Linked DNA regions of Pan troglodytes: region 2 is linked to region 1. Evidence: chromatin contacts called from public capture Hi-C data. All regions are on one chromosome and are shown on one strand. Each heading gives the region's core, a stretch centred on a gene start, on an enhancer-like site or on the middle of the called end of the contact. The rest is flanking DNA. Distances are from core to core; before and after follow the strand shown.

What was found. Capture Hi-C pulls out chosen DNA fragments and counts their contacts.
Region 2: a contact with region 1 is called in a capture Hi-C map of stem cell-derived neural stem cells, with 5 times the contacts expected there. The contact joins two enhancer-like sites. A contact is called at or near these places in 4 of 7 Hi-C or Micro-C datasets (blood, induced pluripotent stem cells and stem cell-derived neural progenitor cells) and 1 of 1 other capture datasets (stem cell-derived neural stem cells).

Annotation. Positions count from the first base shown.
Region 1 is chr14:23,207,500-23,211,377 of NHGRI_mPanTro3-v2.0_pri, reverse strand. The region is part of intron 2 of SPATA13 (spermatogenesis associated 13); the gene reads right to left. Among named protein-coding and RNA genes, the nearest start is that of SPATA13, 35 kb to the right of the region's middle. Within about 2 kb of position 2,102, at least 3 of the 24 cell types and tissues checked have an H3K27ac peak or open chromatin away from gene starts, as enhancers often do. A contact at or near this core is called in stem cell-derived neural stem cells, where this site is marked.
Region 2 is chr14:23,410,373-23,414,250 of NHGRI_mPanTro3-v2.0_pri, reverse strand. The region is part of intron 2 of SPATA13 (spermatogenesis associated 13); the gene reads right to left. Among named protein-coding and RNA genes, the nearest start is that of C1QTNF9, 92 kb to the left of the region's middle. Within about 2 kb of position 1,895, at least 13 of the 24 cell types and tissues checked have an H3K27ac peak or open chromatin away from gene starts, as enhancers often do. A contact at or near this core is called in stem cell-derived neural stem cells, where this site is marked.

The DNA.
Region 1 (3,878 bases), core at 853-3,352:
TGGCCTCCACCCCTCACAGGAGGAGCCAGGAGTAGGGCTGAAGGACAAGCCACAAACACAATTCCGGGCAGGTCTTGGGTGTCTGAGAAAGACAGACGCAGAGTCCCGAGTCCTGCCAGGGACTTAGAACGGGACTCTGCCATTTTCCTTGTGGAGCTCAGAACCATGCCACGTGTCACTGTGGCTCACACTACTGCAGCCAACACACACACACCGCGTACCCTCCAAGTCACTGTGGAGCCAAGGAGCCGCGACATCCGAGAGCAGAAGGACGAAGGACAGAAGCGTGTCTTTGATGCTCAAATCCCACTGCCTGAGGAAATGCCTCTGTGTTTTAAATTATCTCTAAGAACCAACAACTTCATTTTGCTGGGGTCATGAGGGGACTATGACGTGTCACCAGCCGAGGCTCACCTTGGCATGGTTTGGCTGGAAAGACCCCAGAAACAGTGGACCTAGGAATGGGGGGGGGCTGCCAGGGGTCGCCCCAAAGGGGAAGGATCAGGAAGGCCAGGGGTGTCCTGGCTGGTCTGACCTTCTAGGGAATGGCAGGGAAAAACCTTCTGGGATGAACCATGAGCAGAAAAGAAGCCCCATGAGTGGGCAATGGTGAGAGTGAAGCAGAGGGGCCAGGTGGCCCCTGGCTCAGGGTCAGGCCTGACTCAGCTCACAACAGGGTCATATTCAGGTTTTTTATTAAATTACTGCTAACAGAGAGGGGATGCCACAGGAGAAACAAGCTTGGAAGCAGGGCTGTCCCCGAAATTAGGTTTTCCTCACATGTACTTTGAAGAAAGGATTTTCTTAAAATGTACAGTCCAGCTAGTTCCTCTCAGCAAAAGGTAAATTGCTAAGGCTTTTACTTAGGTTCTCTGAGTATTCGGGAAAAAAATTAAATAATGTCATGTGTCTACTTTAGAGTAAACTCTGGCTTTCAGCGATGTTTTTGCTTATAAGACTTTTTGTATCTATTCCTCTCTTGTTAAGAGTCACAGAGGTCATTGTTTACTATAAAAATCCAGTGGCCAGGCACGGTGGCTCACACCTGTAATCCCAGCACTTTGGGAGGCTGAGGCAGGCGGATCATGAGGTCAGGAAATCAAGACCATCCTGCCTAACACGGTGAAACCCCGTTATCTACTAAAAATACAAAAAAATTAGCCAGGCGTGGTGGCGGGTACCTGTAGTCCCAGCTACTCGGGAGGCTGAGGCAGGAGAATGGCATCAACCCAGGAGGTGGAGCTTGCAGTGAGCCCAGATAGCGCCACTGCACTCCAGCCTGGGCGACACAGCGAGACTCTGTCTCAAAAAAAAAAAAAAAAAAAAAAAAATCCAGAAAGTGCCAAAAAGGGAACCTGGATCTCAGAACTACAGCAATCCTGTGGAAATCTTAACCAAAAGGGAGAAGACAGGAACTGAAATAACTTGTGTGAATAACACCCTTAATTCACAATTGAAATCAGGATTTGTTTCCTCTCATCAGTTTCACTAAACCACTTACCTTCCTTTTAAAGGAAGTGGTTAAATAACAATAGTAAATTTTAGGAGAAGACATACACTATTTTGTTACAAACTAACAGACCACAGGATGAAGGCCTTTACCTGGATGATCCACTTGCACTTAATGAATAAATGTATTTTCTCTTTCTTATGATTTTCAAATATTATTTTCTCTAGCTTACTTTATTGTAAGACTACAGTATACAGTACATATAACATGCAAAATATGTGTTCATCCACTGACACATTATCGGTAAGGCTTCTGGTCAATAGCAGGCTATTAGTAGTTAAGTTTTGGGGGAGTCAAAGGTTACATGCAGGTTTTGAAAGGCCCCAGAAACAGTGGGGCCATTTCTGCCTGGGGGAAGGGGGGTGTGTTGGTGCCCCCGAGTTGTCAACTTTAGTTATGATGAGGTCATTAGGGTGAGAGCCTAATCCAATATGACTTGTGTCCTAATGGAAAGGGAGACTCTGGACACAGACATGCACACAGGGAGAATGCAATGTGGAGACTGGAGTTAAGCTACCAAGAACTGGGAGAAGGGCTGGGCCCCGACCTTCCCTGGCACCTGCAAAAGGAGCATGGCCCTGCTGACCCTGTGGCCTCCAGCCTCCAGGACAGCGAGGCAAACCATTTCTGTTGTCAAAGCCACTCAACTGTGGCACAGCAGCCCTAGCAAGCGTATACAGCCCCTTTGCGTGACGGGTTTGGAGGCTCTGACTCTAGCACACTCCAGACTTGCACATCGAGTCAGTACAGCACGACAGCTTAAAACAGGCTCTGCAGTCAGAAAGGCCTACAGTCCATTACCCACTCTCAATAACCTCATGAACAACATGACCAGGCTGAGCTCTGATTTTCTCATGGGTCAAACGGCCATGACTGTATGCAGCACCCAAGCCTTCGAGGTTTTTAGAGGACAAAATAAATGAACACATGTGGCACTCCTAACACTGCAGACTGTTGACAGCCTCGTCTTCTGGGGCAAAAAAAAAAAAGTGGAAAAAAAAAAAGACTGTAAGGGACAAGGAGCAAGTGGGTGGTAAGGAATGAAAGCGATGGGTGTAGGTTACTCTTTCAAAACATTTTCTCACAAAAGGCAAATTAGAGATCAATAAGATCTTGGAAGCATTCACAAGGTCAAGGAAAAAGTACCTTTTTAGGATAAGGGCGACTTAAGCTTGTGTGTAGATTTCTTGTCCCCATTCTCAGAGTAGGCAGAATCCTGGGCACTGTCCCCAAGCAGTGTCCCAGGTATGGGGGCAAGGCACAAGGGTGAGGGGGCTGCCCATGGGCCCCAGAGCTGGGACAAACCAGGAGGGAAACTGAGCAGCAAGTGGCAGAGGATCGTCAGCCCAGTGGGTGAGGGAGGGGAGGAATGGGCTGGCGGTGGGCATGCAATGCTGTGGAAGCCAGGGTGCTCAGATGAAATCAGAGTTCCACTTACAGAGCGGGAGCTGAGCTGAGGAGAAGTTCCTTGGGAGAAAGAGCATGAAACAGTGCAGCACGCGTGGGGAGACAGGAAGAGCTCTAAGCCCATTTCAGTGGGAGAAGAGGCGGCTGAGGTTTTTCCATGTCTGCGCAGGTTGCCATGTACCCCCCACCCTGGCTCTGGGCTCAGCCACATGGGCTGCAGCCAGTGGGGTATTAGCAAAGGGGTGACAATGGGCCCTTGGAAAGCTCACACAGTGTGGCTTTGCTTGCTCCCCACTCTGCCGTCACGGTGAGAAGGTGTCGGGCTGGCCTGCTGGATGAGGGAGACTTGTGGCCCAGGTGCACCCTGTCCCCAGCCACAGCTGGGGAGTGCCAGCCACAGGAGGGAGCCCAGCCCAAGCCCGTGAAAGCCCCGACCTGCAGACGCATAAACCAAACAGATGCCACTGTCTGCAGCCACGGGGCTTAGGGTGGTGTTCTGGGCATTGCTGTGGCAACACTGACTGTTGCAGTGGGCATGACTGCTCCTATGCCCGTGCCATTCCCAGCAAGGCAGGTGCTGTAATCACAGGCTTGCAGCCTGCACCCCGCCCACCACACACTTGGGGGTCGGCTGCGGGAGACGGGGAGGGAACAGACTCCAGGAGCTTGTCAGGGCAGAAAAAGATCAACCAGGGGAGCCCCTGAGAGGGGAAGACCATGAACTTGATCAACATGGCCAACTCGAAGGGCCAAGTGAGAAGCCTATCAAAATTGCCATATGCTTGTCCTCTCCCACTCCTTGGAGACAGTAGGCACAGCCTTTGTCTCTGTCCTGTTGTACTAGAGGACACCCTAATGGTGTACCTGGGTGGTGTGTACTTCTCAAGATACTGACCAACCACGAGCATCTGCTGGTGATGTCCCCCTGCCTGGGGGCAACCTTGACCAAGATAGAAGAGAG
Region 2 (3,878 bases), core at 646-3,145, 200 kb before region 1:
CCCCTGTATTAGATTCTCTGTTTGAAATACCTAGAAACAGTTCTCTAATGTTTCCCACACTGCCCGGTCATTCTGCTTTCCTTGTCTGCCTTCTCCACTAACCTCTCTGAGGAGCATGAAAAGTTCTCTACAGGCAGAAGCCTTGTCTTATTTCACTGTGTTCTCAGCATGTGTCTGTTGAATGACTGGCTGAAGGGGCTGCTGGCTTTGCACATCTCAGGTCTGATACCCCAACATCTGGGCCAGATGGTTCTTTGTTGTGGGAGCAGACCTGTGTTCTGTAGGATGTCTAGCAGCAACTGTGGCCACTGATGCTATTAGGAAGAAGAATTGTAATAAAAAGAGAGAGAGTGCTGAAAACCATGAATGTGCTACCAATTAGTTTCAGAATAGTTTTTCTGAAATTACTGGAAAAAAGTTTTAAGAGACTCAATCTTGCTATGTTGCCCAGGGTGGCCTCAAATTCTTAGACTCAAGTGATCCTCTCACCTCATCCTCCAAGTAGCTGGGATAACAGGTACATACCATGGCCAGTTAAAACCACTGAAATTTATCATTTCCTTTTTTTTTGTTTTTGTTTTTGTTTTTGTTTGTTTGTTTTGTTTTGAGACAGAGTCTCACTCTGTCATCCAGGCTGGAGTACAGTGGCACAATTTCAGCACACTGCAACCTCGCCTCCCACACTCAAGTGATCCTCCCACCTCAGCCTCCCAAGTAGCTGAGATTGCAGGCACATGCCACTATGCCCCACTAATTTTTGTATTTTTAGTAGAGACAGGGTTTCACCATGTTGGCCAGGTTGGTCTCAAACTCCTGACCTCAAATCGTCCTCCCACCTTGGCCTCCCACAGTATTGGGATTACAGGCATGAGCCACCATGCCCAGCCATAATTTACAACATTCACAAAGAGAAAGCATCCAAGGTCCTAATTTCAGAGATGAAGTTATTCCCCAGGCCTAATGCCAGACACTGTCCTTCCTCTTCCTAGCCCCAATATACACACCTTAGTAAAAGAAAGAAGCCCCCTTACCCTTGGATCTGGTACCTTCAGGGTGTCTCTGTGTAAGGAGTAGGTAAGATGCTTCAAAAGAGCATCTGTAGCTCTGGCGTCACTTAAGTATTCAGTCACTGAAGTTCAATGTTTGTGAATTGAAAGTATATGGACAAATGCAACTAGAATAAGCGTATCTTTTGGAAAGGTGTCAATTTCATACAAGCGTGTGATTGTCTTGGCTTGCCCTATGGGGGTTACTGGGCTAAACCACATTCCTCTGGGTGAGAATGGTGTTTCCCCAATAGGGATTCATATTTGCTTTGTCAATCCTCTGGGGTGATGGGGTGCAGAAAACAAGGATTTGCAAAGGCAGGTCTTAGACCACAAAGGAAAATCTTCCTTCTGTGTCTAAAGTTGCAGGTCAGGCTGGTGTAGTGAGAGATGAAAGGGCAGGTAGGTCTGAGCCTGTGCGAAAGATGCTGGCATCCTCCATAATGCCCCTGCCTGCCTGCGTCCCCAACCTCTGCACAGTGACAGCCTCTGAGCTCCTCTTCCTCCAATCTCACAGCAACCTCGGAAGGCTCCAGGGGAGCTGTTGCCAGTCACAGCCCTCAGCCCTGAAGACTGCCCTGCGTCTTGACTTCCTACAGCCATGGCCTGTCCACCACCTTTCTCGTGGTAAACAAGATTGCAGCAGTAACAATGAAGTTCCCGGTTAGGACTACCTCATGCCTGCAACCCATGCCAAAACTGATGTCACCACAAGACTGCACCTCCCCCACATTTACCATTCAGGGCAATGAAAATTTTCCAGATGGATGGCCCTAATCCTGAAGGCACTGTGACGGTCACTGGAGCAAAAACAATGTCTCTGCTTGGCAGAGGCAGACTGGCCCAAATCTGGAGCTGTGTTCACTGAGTTCACAGGCTAAGACACCCAACAGTGCAGTCAGCACAGAACACCCCTAAAGGGAATGATGTAGCTTTTATATCCACAGCTTAGACATACTTAATAACTGTGTGTAACAGCATATATGTGTGTTGCATTTTATTTTTGCTGCATTTATTTTAGTGTTCAATTTTTTTGTTTTTGCATAAAATGTGTTTCCAGGCAGAGCCCCAATTTATAGCTTTGCATTCTGAGGAAATGAGATTAATTTTCAACTCAGCTTCCACCCAGCAGCCTATCAGGTCTTCAGGTAGGGGATGTCCCCACAGACCATTCTGCCACTGCTGAGGACAGAGGCCCAGAAGAGGCCCTTTCCCTGTGCTGGGCAATCAAGTGTCTCATCCTCTCAAATTAGTTTCACACATTAAAGCAGTTGCTGAAATGCCTTCTGCTTCTAATTTAAACTGTCTTCTAATTGAACTGACATTTGCATATTGTTTTCTTGCAAGCCCTCCCTGCCTCTTGGCACACATCTCCTCATTTAGGACATGCACGACAGTCATGTGACATGATGCCACCAATGAACCAAGCCAGAGGTGACCAGCTACTCCTCCTGAACAGGGGTCCCTGGAGCACACACCCCATCTCTCAGAGGCGATCTGTGAGACTTTGTTAGAGGTGGAGGTTCTCATTGCCAGCGCGTCCTCAGGGAGACGCTGTGCTCGAACATAACCAACACACAGAATTCAGGAATACTCTGGTGTAATATCCCAGGGACATGGCTCCTTTGACACAGCTTAATAATGTTTTAAGTATGTCAGATGCTCAGTGGGGACTGAAATGAAAGCAAGTACTATATTCTGACTTTTGCGAGAAGTTCAAAACCAGCTAAGTTTAGTTGCTAGGAAAACTAAAGAATCACTAATACTTAAATATGTTGAATCTCAAAAAGGAAAGTGGAGATGCAAGATGAGACAAGGGTTATGTTACCCTTTACAAGGCAGAAGCAAATGGGAAGTGAGAGTCCCCATGCAACTAAGGAGGGAAACAGATGTGCTGCTGACAACACAGATGCAGAGAACCCAGTGATGACTGGACAACACCAGGGAGCATCCCTCTCAGCAAGACCAAGGGACAGGTGAAGGGGAGGAAGGGCAGCAGCTGAGGCTAAGAATTTGGGGTCAGGGTTCTTTGCTTTGAATTGCTTTGTTATGTGACCTGTGCTAGTCACACAACATCCCTGAATTCAGCTTTCTCCATGGGATCCTAAAATTTCTTTTAGAGCAGTTTCTTTTACTTTTAGAGAAGCACATGCATTGTAAAGAGAATATTCTCATCAAAATATTAATTATTCTCATGGCGTAAAGTTGATAGTTATAGGTCATTGCTAATAGGGAATGGTATTCTGGGTCAAAATTTCCAGATCCAAAGACGTGAAGCAATCTGTTGAAAAGTCAATGGATTTAAGTTTATTGTACATGCATCTGGCCTTAGGTAAAAGTGTCTATGGAGGTGCAGAAGATGTACCACATATGCAGGTGGCTGCTTTGGGGTTGATCTGCTTTGTGATTCACAGATGGAAGCACTGCCTACTCCCTGCAGTCATCCTGCTGGCTCAAAGGTCAAGGCCAGATAGAAGTGATGTGCCACCAGACTCAGTCAGAGATTGGCAAAGATCACCTGAATGCGGATCTGGAGAAGGTGATCGCTTTTCCCAAAGGATGCCTCTGAAACCAAACATATATAAAATGCCATTATTTCATTTCAAAATTAGCTGTATCTTTTCTCCATGAGTACGGATCATACATGCCTTCAGACTCCTTCAACCCTGACTCAGATAATAAATACCAGAATGTAAAATGTTCTGTAAACTGTTGAACAAGTAGTATTCTAAATATCAATTTTTAAGTCACTTGTTCAGACTTGAAGACACATTTTTTCCTATAAGATTCTCGTATCATCTTCCCCTTTCCACTTAATTTATAATGTAAACA